2 separate regions of the Hordeum vulgare genome follow, and region 1 is linked to region 2. A link is a contact called in public Hi-C data. All regions are on one chromosome and are shown on one strand. Each heading gives the region's core, a stretch centred on a gene start, on an enhancer-like site or on the middle of the called end of the contact. The rest is flanking DNA. Distances are from core to core; before and after follow the strand shown.

Region 1 (2,979 bases), core at 40-2,539, 230 kb before region 2:
GACCTCGCTGACTGTCCTAGTCACCGTTGCAGCCCACGCCATGCGTCCTCGCTGTTGGTCACCGAATCGCCGACTGTCCTAGTTGCCTGTCATAGCCCTCGCCGACCGTCCACGTCGCCGGCTTCACAAATGCTCTCAAGCTTCCCCCACCTATGGGCACACAAGAGCTTCAATGGCACCGGGGGACGCATGCTGCAATGGTGATGGAAGGGTGCAACGGTAGCAACGAGCATCGGTGCGCGACTGAACCGAGTCAAGACTTGAACTGTTGTACATCCGTGGGTTGCAACCGCTAGAAAAATAGCTTCAATCCCTAGATGAAAAAGCTTCAACCGACTATAAAGAAAGTTTTAGCTGACACTGCGAACCAGGGAAAGATACAACTGTTGACACAAAATGCTTCAACCTTAGATAAAAAAAATCTTCAACCAGATGATAGAGAGAGCTTTAACCAAACGCTACTCAAAACGAAAAAAGTTCCAATCATTTACAGAAAAGCTTCAACTATGAATGGAAAAAAGCTCCAACCTTCGAGAGAAAAAAAACTCTAACCAGACACTACGCAATCAGAGAAAAGTTGCAACCATTGACAAAGAAAGCTTCAACCGTATATGAGAAAAGTTTCAGCCGGCTACCGGCGACAAAAAAAAGCTGGGATCGGCCACCAGGGGTTCTCGAAGAAGTTGTATGTGTTTTTTTGCTGGAATGGACGAGGCGAAAAGCTGCAACTAGAGAGGCGGTTTGCTGGGACCAACATCAGACGAGAGTGGTGTGTTGCGACGGTGGCGAGTTGCACTACCAACAGTGGTGGAGCTGCGGCAGTCGCAGCTAAACCACAGGGAAAATTCACACTGATTAAAGGGCAAGAAATCTTGAGGATGAGGGAGAGGAATCCATGAACTGATGACGGTGCGCAGTTTTGCTTTGGGAAAGAAGAAATGAACGGTGAAGGCGTAGAGCTCACGAATGAAGGAATAAGACACGACCGTGGGCGGTGTGTGGGTCTAGCTACGTGGGCACAACACATGGGTGACGTCTGAAAACGCACAATCGCAAATGATCGCAGAGCGTGCGCGGAGCCGGCGAAACGTTTCAGCCGACGCTTCGGATGTAAACATTTCCCTTGTTGGTACGTAGCTAATGAGGTCCTTGTCAACTTACAACCCAAGTAGACAACCCAAGTTAGAGGCAGACTCGGATCCAACCTCACGGCAACGCGACCTCAACGCATACAATACATCTCCGGATGCCCAAGCTTAAACCCAAATCTACCCCCACACGGCCCTACCTCCTCACCAGCAAACCTGGCAAATAATAGCCGGCAACACAACACCCAAACAGCCAGGAAAATCCACACGCCATCATGGCCACCACGCGACTCCGCCTCCTATTCCTATTCACGCTGCTCGCCGGCACCGCCGTCTTCTCCGTCTCCGCTGCCTGCGACGTCCCTGCCGAGCCGGCCGTCGCCGGTGCAGTCGGCGCGGAGCCGAGCGCGTACGAGATGCTGGAGAAATTTGGGTTCCCAAAGGGCATCCTGCCGGTGGGCGTCACCGGCTACACGCTCCGGCGGTCGGACGGCGCGTTCCAGGTGTTCATGGACAAGGATTGCGAGTTCGAGGTGGACGGCGGGTACAAGCTCACCTACCAGCGGACGATCTCCGGCAGGGTGGCTGGCGGCAGCTTACGGGACCTCCGGGGCGTCTCGGTGAGGATCTTGTTCGTCAACTGGGGCATCGACCAGGTGCTCATGGCCGACGCCGACCACCTCATGTTCTACGTCGGCCCGCTCTCCCAGGCCTTCACGTCGGACAACTTCGAGGAGTCCCCGCGGTGCAGCTGCCGCCGCCATGGCGTTGCGGACGTTGGAGAGGTCGTGGGCGTGGCGGCGATGTAGGATCGGGCAGTTGGTTACGTGATTGCATATACGTGTACACAACAAACTACTGGTTTTTTTTTGAACACAACTACTACTGGTTAATTTGGTTTCCGGGATTGGTGCGTGAAATTCTTGCACGTGATGCTGTGAATTTTTTGATGCAAGTCGATGCATGCACGATTGGTGTGCGTGCAACGCGCTGCACACCGAGGAAAAGGACCCCATCAAATGGGGTGTCGATTTTATTTGCCATATTTATGATTCTTCTTCTTAGTGCGTGCAATTGTTATATTTTGCCTTCAATGTTTTATGTGGATTTGAAGACGATTTACCGTCTCTGGTCAGGTGATGATCATGTACATTAGTGGTGGTGTCGAGCTTGTCAGGCATGTTTGCAAACAAACAAAAAAAAAAGAATAAGGCTAGCAGATGCGAGTTTGTACCATCAAGCGTCAAATCATTATAGAGAGTTCGACTCATCCATCTACATATATTCACTTTGATCCCTTATCACCATCTTTTTTATGTCCATGTGATCTTTAAACGTTATCAACCAAAATCTAGCTTCTATGTGCATTTATTTGCGCCACAATTTTGTTTAAAACTCATAATTTTTGATTCAAGTGTCGAAATCAAGTTTTGTTTTTACTGTTGGGTTTCTCGTTATGAGATCTTCAAAACTAGATCCTATATTGATATCTTTTGTTGAACTTTTTTGAGGCAACTTTGGATACGATGAAGGCAACTTTAGTGTTATTGGAAAGCAACTTCATTTTTTTGCCTAGCAGGATTGGCAATTAGTTGGTTTGCGTAAAATTGAGAAAATCATACAAAACATGAGGCACATTGATCTCCCCCTAGCAAGTTGATCTCGCACTGTGTGCAAATCCTACTCATGTTGTTTGTAAGCCAAAGAGCAAGTGGACTGAACTGCTCTCCCTTACTATGAATAAAACGGAGAGTAGAACCGAACACTTGAAGCTCTAATTACCAGTATCTTTGGATACGGAGACCGAGGAAGAGTTCCTCCAATCTCTTTAAACACACTATAATTGGGGGTCCAGATTCCAGGTCGGAACCCACGTTATCCCTTGTTTAAG
Region 2 (2,817 bases), core at 188-2,687:
GTCTTAAATTAATACATGAAGTAGTACTGTTTCTTGAAAAAAAACCTAAAGTGATGTTAAGATTACTTTGTTTTCACTGTAACTTTAGACAATAAATGTGTGCTGATTTTCAACATTATGGTTGGTCAGTTGTCATCATAGACAAACCTACCTGAATAAACCACATGTCTTGTTAGTTACCACAGGAAACCAAGATTCAGCTATGCATGTTTGATATTGCGTGACCGAACATTTAAAAAATATCAAAAAATACGAAGCTGAGAGCAACTTCAACTACGCGATTGAAATGGGCGCATGTTTTGTCTGTATTTTATTCATTTGGGTCGTCGTCTGTTGGTTTGTGTCCGTTTTTAAAATTAGATCGGCCGGTGCGTCCAACGGGGTGGACGGGTGGGTGGATGAAGAGGAGAGAGGAAAGAGAGGACCATATGTGATGGATGGTGGATGGCAGGTGGACCACAGAGTGTATGCAGCCGACAGCGGCGAACAAAAAGGACGCATGAAATGTTCGTTTTGTGTCCGCCTTCAATCCAAATGTGAATCAAATTTAGGTATGAAATAAATCGATGCGGACACGAAACATGCTTGATTTGAAAATAGATCTTTGCGTTGGGTAATTATTTTTATCCGTGATGAACAAAGAGACATGAGCAAACGAAGCGAGTCACCCAGTTATAGTTGATGTGAAGTCAAAAAAAAAGGGAGCTGAAAACGTCGACATAGCCCTTGCACCAGGTCACCATTTCCCATCCCATACCAGGTTTGTCCCGTTGCCAGACCATCTAATCACCCCCGTTGTCTCGTTGCCCCCGGCTCCAAGCTCAGTGCAGAAAAGAAAATTCCTAAACGGTGTTCACGCATGGGAGGGCCGGGCTCCGGCAACATCGTCGGATGATGGCGGCACAGTTTCTTTGACGCTTCGCCGATGCCGACCCTTTCCCCGCTGCAGTGCAAGCGCAGTGGCGGCACGCCGCAAGTGCCCGTCCGTCCGTCCGTCCGTCCGGAGCCTCGACGGCTACGGCGCCCGGCACGTGCACACCGTCTGCACGGATCCAAGGAAACTGTGGCCGTATCGCCTTGTCCCTCACCCCACCCCACCCCACCCCCCACGGGCAGCCTCGTTCATGCACCTCGCCGACACGCATTCCCCGCATCATGTGACGCTGCTCGATCAGCGCGCGGCGGCCCCTGCTCCCGGTGTTGTCATAATCTATCCAAATTTCGTAATCCATCCAAAGTGCATTGTAATACTACGTGCTACTAGTACAAGACAGGTCTAGTTTTGTCAATCGCATCAGAATATCAAGTACAGTATTTGCGCGGTGCTGCGGATAGGCGTATCTCAACAAGATATACCACCGGCTGTATCTGTGTACAGCGTGGACAACCGTGTGGTATAGTGGATAAGCGTATGTGTGTACGTATACGGCGACTCGGCGGGGACAAAGACAAGACAAACCTATGGTCTTGTGGTTGTGGGCGCGAAGGATCGGAGAAGATATACGCCGGCGGCGCCGAATTGTAGTCAGCGGCGGCGGAGCCACAAACTTTACGACGAGCTGGATGGGATCGGAGGATCGGATCCCCCGGTCCCTGGGCTGCCTCCGTCGCTATCTTGGGTCTACACTCTATGCACGACCCATGATCCTCCGATCGGGACAAAGAAGAGATTACACGAGCGATATCGGGATGGAGATCCAGAGGAGATGGACAATGGCGAGCAACAGCAACTGAACGACTCTACAGCTAGCGGCAGCGCGTCATTATCGACGAGGTATGGGGAAGCAAGCAGAGCGATCCTATACCTAGGCTTTTAGCTTTGCTTGGCAGCTTCCTTGGTCCTACCACCATTGTTTTTCGCGTGAGATGCACGACGCGTGGGTTGTTGGCTCATAGCAGAAACTCTTCGTTTTGGTTTCACCCCGTGGACCATTTTCAGGAGCATGTCCTCAAACATTAGTACACACACCATTTGTTTTGAAAAACCGGGCGCCTGCACCCTCTCCCCATATGTCCGGTCCTTTCCTTAATAATGCAGTACCTTTTTACTATCTTCGTCATCATATTTCGCACATACATCAATTAATAATTTAACAATCAGCAACCAAACAACTTAACAATTCAAAGATTATCCATTTATAGTGATCAAGCTTGGCACAACGACATATCGTCCTATGTGGTGTATGCAGTACCTCTCCACATCTGCGAATTTGGATCACCAAGTTCATATTTTGGAGGCACTTGATCATTCTTGATCTTTTCTTTTGCGAAATATTCTTGATCATATCCATCATGAAATCATCGTAAACATGCATCACAGTGATCCATACAATTCTAAAAATTGCTTCTAGTATGGGGAAAAATAATAACTTGACTTGGGGATAACATGCCCTCGGACAGTTGACGCACGAAAGAGCCATGATGATGTGGTATTTTTTTATTACAATATATCCATCTAAGGATAGCGCACACACCGATCTAGCTCTGTTTGGATACTAGGGCTTATGTCTGCAAGGTATTCAATCGTGGGATTGTATAGGGGTTATGCCTCCGATGTTGGATGTGCAAGAAGATGTTGTAAGGGATGTGTTACATCCTCGAAATAGGCTTTCACCCATCTTTATAGATAAATCAACAACCAAACAAGTATATGACCGAACGATACAAGATGTCGAGGTACCCCTCTTACGAAGCTAATCCTAAGATATCTGTCACACGCAGAACACACGTGACTACGCTATCCGAAGCGAGCACCGAAAGAACTAAACACCCTCGCACTACGACCTAGCACACCTAAACCCCACGACAACACCCCCA

The links. A called contact is a pair of places that touch in the nucleus more often than the background predicts.
Region 1: a contact with region 2 is called in a Hi-C map of leaf, with 3 times the contacts expected there. The contact joins the promoter of LOC123412812 here to the enhancer-like site in region 2. A contact is called at or near these places in 2 of 6 Hi-C or Micro-C datasets (leaf and seedling).

The regions. Positions count from the first base shown.
Region 1 is chr1H:428,359,141-428,362,119 of MorexV3_pseudomolecules_assembly, reverse strand. LOC123412812 reads left to right here and starts at 1,289. Exons shown (of 1, transcript XM_045105763.1): 1 at 1,289-2,324. The coding sequence starts at 1,364. The coding sequence ends at 1,897.
Region 2 is chr1H:428,132,776-428,135,592 of MorexV3_pseudomolecules_assembly, reverse strand. No RefSeq gene overlaps it. Among protein-coding and RNA genes, the nearest start is that of LOC123400053, 76 kb to the right of the region's middle. Within about 2 kb of position 1,437, at least 3 of the 3 cell types and tissues checked have open chromatin away from gene starts, as enhancers often do. A contact at or near this core is called in leaf and seedling, where this site is marked.